Linked DNA regions of Hordeum vulgare: region 2 is linked to region 1. Evidence: chromatin contacts called from public Hi-C data. All regions are on one chromosome and are shown on one strand. Each heading gives the region's core, a stretch centred on a gene start, on an enhancer-like site or on the middle of the called end of the contact. The rest is flanking DNA. Distances are from core to core; before and after follow the strand shown.

The links. Hi-C and Micro-C count contacts between places; a contact is called where the count stands out from the background.
Region 2: a contact with region 1 is called in a Hi-C map of leaf, with 4 times the contacts expected there. The contact joins the promoter of LOC123448679 here to the enhancer-like site in region 1. A contact is called at or near these places in 1 of 6 Hi-C or Micro-C datasets (leaf) and 1 of 1 datasets of contacts at active chromatin or transcription factors (embryo).

Annotation. Positions count from the first base shown.
Region 1 is chr4H:385,389,759-385,393,434 of MorexV3_pseudomolecules_assembly, reverse strand. No RefSeq gene overlaps it. Among protein-coding and RNA genes, the nearest start is that of LOC123448678, 160 kb to the right of the region's middle. Within about 2 kb of position 1,319, at least 2 of the 3 cell types and tissues checked have open chromatin away from gene starts, as enhancers often do. A contact at or near this core is called in leaf, where this site is marked.
Region 2 is chr4H:385,742,637-385,746,943 of MorexV3_pseudomolecules_assembly, reverse strand. It overlaps LOC123448679 (sucrose synthase 4), which reads right to left and starts at 1,709. Exons shown (of 15, transcript XM_045125646.1): 1 at 1,527-1,709; 2 at 1,301-1,427; 3 at 1,072-1,223; 4 at 140-332; 5 at 1-41. The coding sequence starts at 1,624.

The DNA of each region.
Region 1 (3,676 bases), core at 70-2,569:
TATCCTAGACTGTAGTCCTTAACGGCGGACACGCCTACCCGAATAGGTATAAAACTCTGTAGAAGGTGTACTCTTTACCCACGAGTAATGGGTCTTTTAGTCAATGAAAGATGTCAACTAATTCCGATTTCGGTCTTTGAGTTGAAAACACACCTAACTTGCACAGACCAGTTCCAACTTCCTGATGTCTGGGTTCACCCACAACACTCGTTAAGTAAAACTCTGAGTGGGAAGATTCCAAATATCTATTAGCATGGGATCACAATATTTATAACAAGTGCACACAAGGGAGCTAACCCATTCGGTCGTAGACCGAAAAACCCATGCCCCCGGACCAAGTGACATACCTATGAGGGGCCACTCATATCTTCCACAATGGCTCCTCCTGTACAGTGTGCCAAGAAAGGTGTTGACGACTTACTCAACCGTATCCTTCCTTCGATAGGGACAAGTGGTAGTACGAAACAAGTAAGGGAGGTTACTGGACCAAGACTCGATCTATGGTCGACTCAGGAGGCTTATATTTTTCCCTGCATGATTAGCACAACAAGCATGTTTCACAATTCCAGAACGGGTCAGCACCTATCATACTCCATCATGCCTCACTGATCATCCTCATCTCTACAAGATGTCAGCTCCAAGGTCGTGTCTTCCCAAGACAGAGACTCCTTCGGATCTCATCCAGTAGGCATGTGTGGCATAAGGTAGTGACTACTGTCACATGCATCTCAAATGAAACAGAAATAAATTCTCATTGTTTACTTATAGGCATGATTATAACTCCACATGAAATAATGTCACTCCACTTTAGCATAGCGGCAAACTTTATTTGTTATAGCAAAGAACACAAAACAATTATTATGTCCAAGTTCAGAATGCTTGCCTTCAACGTGCACAGAGGTGAGGTGCACACCAAAACTTTTTGAAAGTTTTAATCTTCGCTCCAAAATCCTATTTTGAAAATACTCGAATCAACATACAATTTAAAAAGTACTAAAAGTTGTTTGAATTTTTTTTTGAAATAAATCTTAAAATAAACTAGATGAAATTTGAGAAACAACAGAAAAAGAATCGAGTCAATTGGAGCTTTGGTTTAAAAGATAAAGCCAGTCAAACTTGGCTCAAATTTCTGTTTTAAAAAAAATAAACATGAAAGAAAACGGTTTAATCATAAAGGGTCTCTTAAAGAGGAAAACATACTCAATGAAATATGCCTCCTGACGGGGAAAGTGCACCCGCGCAGCTGCACGATCGAGGAAGAGGCTGCCTCACCGACAGGTGGGACCCACGTGTCGTGCTTATCCCCCACCGTCCCGTGTCTCGGCAGGAATAGAGGTGAACTCCAGCGGCGATTCCTGACGACACAGGTTACCACTGGGTGTGATCTACATACGGAGATGCTCGGGAGGAGATGTCGCGTCCATTTGAGATGCTTAGGGGCGCGGCGGAGCTCGAGGGTCAGGAGCACTTCATCCATGGTGGAGGGGAGCTCCGGTGGAGAAAGGACTTCCGCCACGGGCTCGCTTAGGAAAAATGGCAACTGAAATGTTACGGCAGGGTCGTGGTAAAGCTAATGGTGGGGAAGAATGGGGAGGAGATTTTCTTCGGTTTGGTCCGAGATGATCGGTAGGCCACAGTGGGTGCCTCGGCCGGAGGCGAGGGAGGACGAGCTCCCCGGTTGATATGGTTGCTCTAGGGAGGTACTAGGTGAGTGAGGAGTGATCATATTCCACCGAGAGAGCATCGAGTGCCCCTTATTTAGGCAGATGATGTCAGTTCCCACGGTTCCCGTGGATAAGCACGGCGGCGCGGCCATGGCAGTGGAGGGCGCGTCGTGGCGATGCAGGAGGTGGTCGGTGGCGCTGGCTGGCAGCATGAAATGCCAGCGCCCTTAAAAGGGATCCAACGCCTACGAAACTTAACAAGGCTAGGACGCTAGGTTAGAGGGCAAGGGATGGCTGAGGGACATGTTGGTTTGGTCACTGGAGCTAGTCCATAAAGCAAATCTATAATCATGCCAATTTTGGCCACGCACACAAGGTGCTCGACAGAATTCTAGGGCCATCTATGGGGTTATGCTGGCCACCAAAATTTCCAGATCAAAGTCTCTTTAGATGCACAATAAGATGGCAAGGTAGATTGGCCAAAGCAAAAACTTGTTAGTGCACTTTTTGAGAAAATCATTTCTCGACAGCAACTTCAAGGGTTTGTTGCATGGTCTTAAAATTTCTAGAAGGGCATGATCTCCTATACTTTAGGGTTTGGTAGGGTCTAATACAAGCAGTAAAAATCCCAAGAGCATTGGGGCAAAATAAATTAGGGTTGTAGTTCAAAACATCAAACTGAACCAGAATTTAAAAGAGGATCATTTGCTCAAATTTTCCAAAACACGTGGCTGGGTTTTTGCATAAAAATGATCCACAAACATCACATGACATCTACAAATTTTTTTGGAATTTTTGAATGAATATATAAAATGGTTGTAGTTTAGAAGAGGTCCTTGAAGGAATAAAGAGCATTTTTTAAAAGAAGTGAAGCTTGGCAATTTTTTTATAAAAATGCTTCCACTGAATTTACCAAATGAAATAAAATGCTTTGACGTAAGCAGTCAAATCCCACAATATTTTTCAAAAACTTCTACTTGGAGGGAAAATTCTAAAGAACAGAGATTAGGACGGGTTTCTGAAATCAATAGAAAATCTAGAAATTTAAAAATTAAACAATCATGGCCAATTTTTAAATTAAGAAAACATGGTTAATTTTTTTGGGGTGTTACTAACTCTACCCCCTTAAGAAAATGTCGTCCTCTAGCTTTGCTAAGGACGTTGCAAAATATTTACTCCTATGACCCTGCAATATCAACACAAAAATAAATACACTATCTAAACGATATCTCATGGTTACAATAAAAACACCGACGACTGGTGTAATTGTGGTGTGGTACTGGTGCTGCTAATAAAATATATAGTTGGGCAATCGAGGTGCTCCTACTAATGGCCACGACAATATTCGGAAAAGGAAAGCTCTCAATTTCGAAATTGTGCTTGTCGTACCCGAGTACACAGTGCTCTCTTTGGTTGGTAGGTGGACCCACGGCCCAGTGTCAGTCTCTTCTTCTTCCTTAGGTTCTCCTCTCATGCATTTTGCGCTCTCTCCACATGTGGTGCCTAGCACGTAGGGCGTCTAGGCCATTTTGCGGTAGTGCGCGGCTCCCTAACTATCGGAGCAGCATGCACTCACCTCGCGGGCGAGTGCCATGTCGGCACTGCTCGCAGATTCGCCTCTGAATACCGGCGATGGAGCGACCCGTGGCGCTGGTGTACTGCGCCCACCGTATACCGAACTCGAGCTATAAAATGACCGTGTCGTTCCTCTTGTCTTCCTCTCATATGGCATCACTCCTATTTCTTCCTCCTTCTTCATTTGTGTTTGCACGAGCACGAGGCGAGGCTCTAATGGCGGACGAGCTTCTAGGGTGGCTTACAATCCTCATAGCCGGAGCGGTGGTGGCATTCATCGGGTTCTCAGTGCTCCTCTACGTTATCATCCACGATGATCTCCATGATTCTACTGCTCGAGTGGTGGCTCTCCGCGGCAGCGGTGACCACGAGGACTAGGCGTACGCATGTGCGCGAGTGGGTGCTAGTGTGCTCGCAGCAACTCCACAAAAATAAAA
Region 2 (4,307 bases), core at 460-2,959, 350 kb before region 1:
AGCCTTCCCACGCTCTGTATCCTGTCATTTAGCATCATCACCTGCGGAACACACATGCAAAGCTTCCCAAATTAACAACAAATATGCACATGAAACACAAGTTTCTCGCAAAGATTTCCTCGGCGGTAGCAAAACTCACATGCCCCTTGTGCCGGTGCTCGCGAAGGAAATCAAGCAGGGGCTCCAGGCAATCCCTGTTGCGGAACAAAATCGAAGAGAGATGCCTGTTGAGAAACTGCACGCCATTTCCAATCGACGATGACCGACTCGGGCGTGGGATTAAGGCAGTGAATGGTTCAAAGTCAAGCTCCAGCACGTAGGGGTTGTTGTGCCTGCCAGGTCACGAGGTAAAATTATGGTGATAGAAGCTGAAATAAAACAATGCCACTTGTGACAATTTAGCTGGTTTTAATTTTAATATCATCACTCTGCAAGAGTCGAACCACAGCTCCAGCAGTCCAGCATAGAGCCGTACTGATTCTGAAGGCTACTTTTTTTTTCAACCGGGCTCACACCCCTTTCCATTAATTTGCAATCAACGGAAATACATCAGTCTGTTGTAGTCTGAATTACCCAAGAACTAGCAAACCGAAAGGAAACTGACCATAAACCAACATAAGCGCACAAGGGGACTGAAAGGGGGGAGCGAGTTGGAGCATCGCCAGGAAACCCACTGTAGGTGATGCTGAAACGAATCACCCACCATGGGGCGAAAACCTGACGACACTGAACCACTGCTCAACTAGAAACCTGGAACGCGGAACTCTAATAACACTTAGCAACAACAGCTGTCTAATAAGGCTACAACACACCAGCGGGCATCAAATCCCAGTAGAAAGACAGGCTAAGCAATATGAAGCAGCCGATTAGCCAGACCGAATCCCAGCTCCATCACCCAGGAGAAGTCTGAAGGCTACTAAGTTGTCAATTTCTTAACATGGCCTCAGCCGTCATGGCGGCCTCTCAAGCCCAACATTAACCTCTCACTAAAAAATTGACCATGGTAAAGGCAAAAGGAGCCAACGCTGGAGCTGAGATGGCAGGAAGGAACAGGGAGGGAGCAACACATACTGGCCGTCGACGAGCTCCTCCTTGAAGCGGAGATACTCCGAGACGCTGAGCTGTTCGACGTTGAGTTCGTGCACGTTGACGCGGACGTACTCCCAAACCCCCGGCCGCGGCCGCACCGCGATGGCCACGAACGGCGGCAGCACGATCGCCTCCTGCTCACGAGAGGCATAAATATTCAGGGACACCCGCGCGTGCACGGAACAGCCGGTGTTGCGACGTGACGACTCACCTGGGAGGAGCGCAGGACGTCGAGGAAGGGGCCCTCAGCGAGGGCGCTGCCGCCGGAGACCTGGACCTCGTCGAGCGTGTCGAGGATGCGGTGCGGCTGTAGGATCCCCTTCCCCTTGCTCACGTACCTACGGGAACCAACCGACCAAAGCAGGGGCAAAAAAATCGTCAGCAGAGCAGAGGCATACGAGCGAACAATTGGGCGGGGTGGCTGATCGGCGACTCACTTGGAGAGGAGGGCAACGAGCTCGTTGCGGTGGGCGTGGAGGGTGTCCTCGACGCGCTCGCGGATGCTCGGGGTGCGGTCAAGCTTCGGGGCGGCCATGGCTAGCTGCTGTGCTGCTGACTCGTGTCAGTGTGCTCCCGTCCCGCGACGTTGCGAGCGCTGCTGAGGAAGGCGAAGCCGAGTTGCCCAACTTTATAAGATGAGATGCAGCGCCTTCCTGACGCGTGGTGGAGAGCGTTAGCGAAAACGACTATACGTCTTTTCAGATGTTCCGAATCACCTACAAATGTATATAAACATTATTTAGAATATAAATTTATTTATTTTGCTTCTAGGACCTATTTGGGACTACTCCACTTCATCAAAATCAGTTTCACTTCATCAAATTCATTTTGGAGCAGTTTCATACACAAACTATAGCACTATCAAAAAAAATGTTTGAATTACATCTAGCTCCAGCTCCAAAAATAAAAAATTTGATGAAAAGAAACTATTTGAATGGTTGAGGGGGAGAAATGAAGAGGTATCTATTTACTAATGGCAGTGATGGCTAATTCCCCACCAACTTCAGCTTCTAGAGTTTTTTGAAGCACCTGTCAAGATTTTCATAAAAACTTTAAGCTATATCCCAGATTCTAGTTTTTTGTGGAGCGCCATATCACGGAGCTACCCTGTTTGGCTTGTTTTTCTGGAGCGGAGCTGAATTTTAAGGAGTAGAGCAGTCCCAAACAGCTCCTAGTCTCCTAGTGAAATCTCTAAAAAGACTTATATTTAGAAAAGAAACGGAGGAAGTACATGTTGAAAGTTTTTTTTTGAATTGGCCATTTTTGGATTCCATTTCAATAGCAGGAAGAGAGCGGAAAACAGGGATTGATCAAGTGATCGATGGTGTGAGAAAACAAATACACTGCCAGCTTAGTTCTCATGGTATGCCCCTAAAAGGATGTTCAATGCATTTGGCTCCGGCGATTCTCCATTGCTCCATGTCCCGACGGTAGGCTTTAGTGGTGGTGTTTGCGCTTGAGGTCTTTTCCCTGAAAGTGCACGCATTGCGCTCGATCCAAATGTACCAAACTACCAAGAAGAGCATCGATCTGGTTCCCTTCCTTGTGCATGGAGGAGCTTTGTCGATGATCATCTGGACACACTCAGTCGTTGTTTTTCCCCTGCCACAGTTGTTATGTGATAAGACACCACATCCAACCCAAGTTGCCACTCTGTTCCAGGCTTGGATGGCTAGTGAGCACTCCCAGAAGAGGTGCGATGAAGTCTCGAGGTGCCGCACACAGAGCTGGCAAAAATATTTGTTGTCCTAGCCGCGACGCTGAAGTCTGTCGTTGCACCAGAGCCTGTCCAGATGCAACAACCATAGGAGCATCTTCATCTTGCCCGGAGCCCAGACCCTCCATATGGATGTTTTTAAGTTCAGCGCTGGGTTTTCATTGAACTGGGCATCGTAGGCAGGCCATGCAGTGTATTTGCCGGAACTGCACGGTGTCCACCTAATCGTTTCCGCCCTCCCTTCTTTGAGAATGATTCCGACGCTCGTGATTTTCCTAGCGAGATGCAACACCAGGTGCATGATGCTTTCATAGTCACTCGAAGGTCCAAGATCCAACTGTCCTGGTGCAACGTCTCCCGGACTGGCCTGTTTTTGCGGATGGATTGGGCGATGATCGCTAGGTATGCTAGGCATAGCTGACTGCCGCCTATCCAGGAGGAGGTCTAGAAAGACGTTGTTGCACCATTGTCGATGGTCACCTCCGTGCAGGCCGCAAACAGAGCGTGATCGGCGGCGTTGCATGGGGTGCCCGTGCCAACCCAGGGGTGGGCCGACTGGGTCCAGGCCAGCCAGAGCCATTGGAGCCGCAAGGCTCGATCAAAAGTCGGCAGATCGTGAATGCCCAGGCCCCCGGCATGTTTCGGTCTGGTGACCGCCTGCTAGTTCACCTTGCACTTCCCTCCAGAGATCGCCTCGTCTTGCGCCCAGAGTAAACGCCGCCGGGCCTTGTCGACGTCCTTGAAAATTTTATTCGTGCTCGTAGGATTTTGATGGCGAATGTGGGCATGGCCGAGAGCAAACAACGAACTAGCACGCGCCTGCCCGCGATGGGCAACAGTCTTCCTTTCCAGCATGCGAGGCGCGCCCAAATTCTATCTAAGATGAATTGAATGTGCGCTAATCTAAGCTTGCCAGTGATGATCGGGAGACCTATGTATCTAGTGGGTAGAGCCGCAATGGTTCCCACAAAATTGTGAAGTGCAACAACAAGGGCAACCCCATCGCACGCGATGAGGATGGCCGATGATTTTGACAGGTTCACCCTTAGGCGAGTGGCCTCGCCAAAAGGGTGCGGGATGTTTAGTAGCTCGTCAATCTCATGTCGCACAGGGTTAATGAAGATTAATGCGCCGTCGGCGTAAAGACTAGTGTGCATGCACGCGGCCCTCCCCGGAATAGGGTGAAGCAGGCCGTCCCTCATTGTCGCCTGTAGAAGATGGCGTAGAGGGTCGATGCAGAGGATGAACAATAGTGGGGAGAGTGGGTCGCCTTGCCGCAGGCCACGACGGTGCTCAATGCTATCCCCCGGGATTCCATTGAGTAGACACAACGAAGAGGAGGTTGTAGGAGTAGGACCACGAATCCCTCCAACGTGTCGGGAAGCCCATTGTTTGCAGCAGCTCGAAGATATATTCCCAGGATACGCTATCGAATGCTTTGGCTATATCTAGTTTCAGAAGCAGGGCTGGAGTCTTGCGGTGATGCAGAGCGCGTACGCTG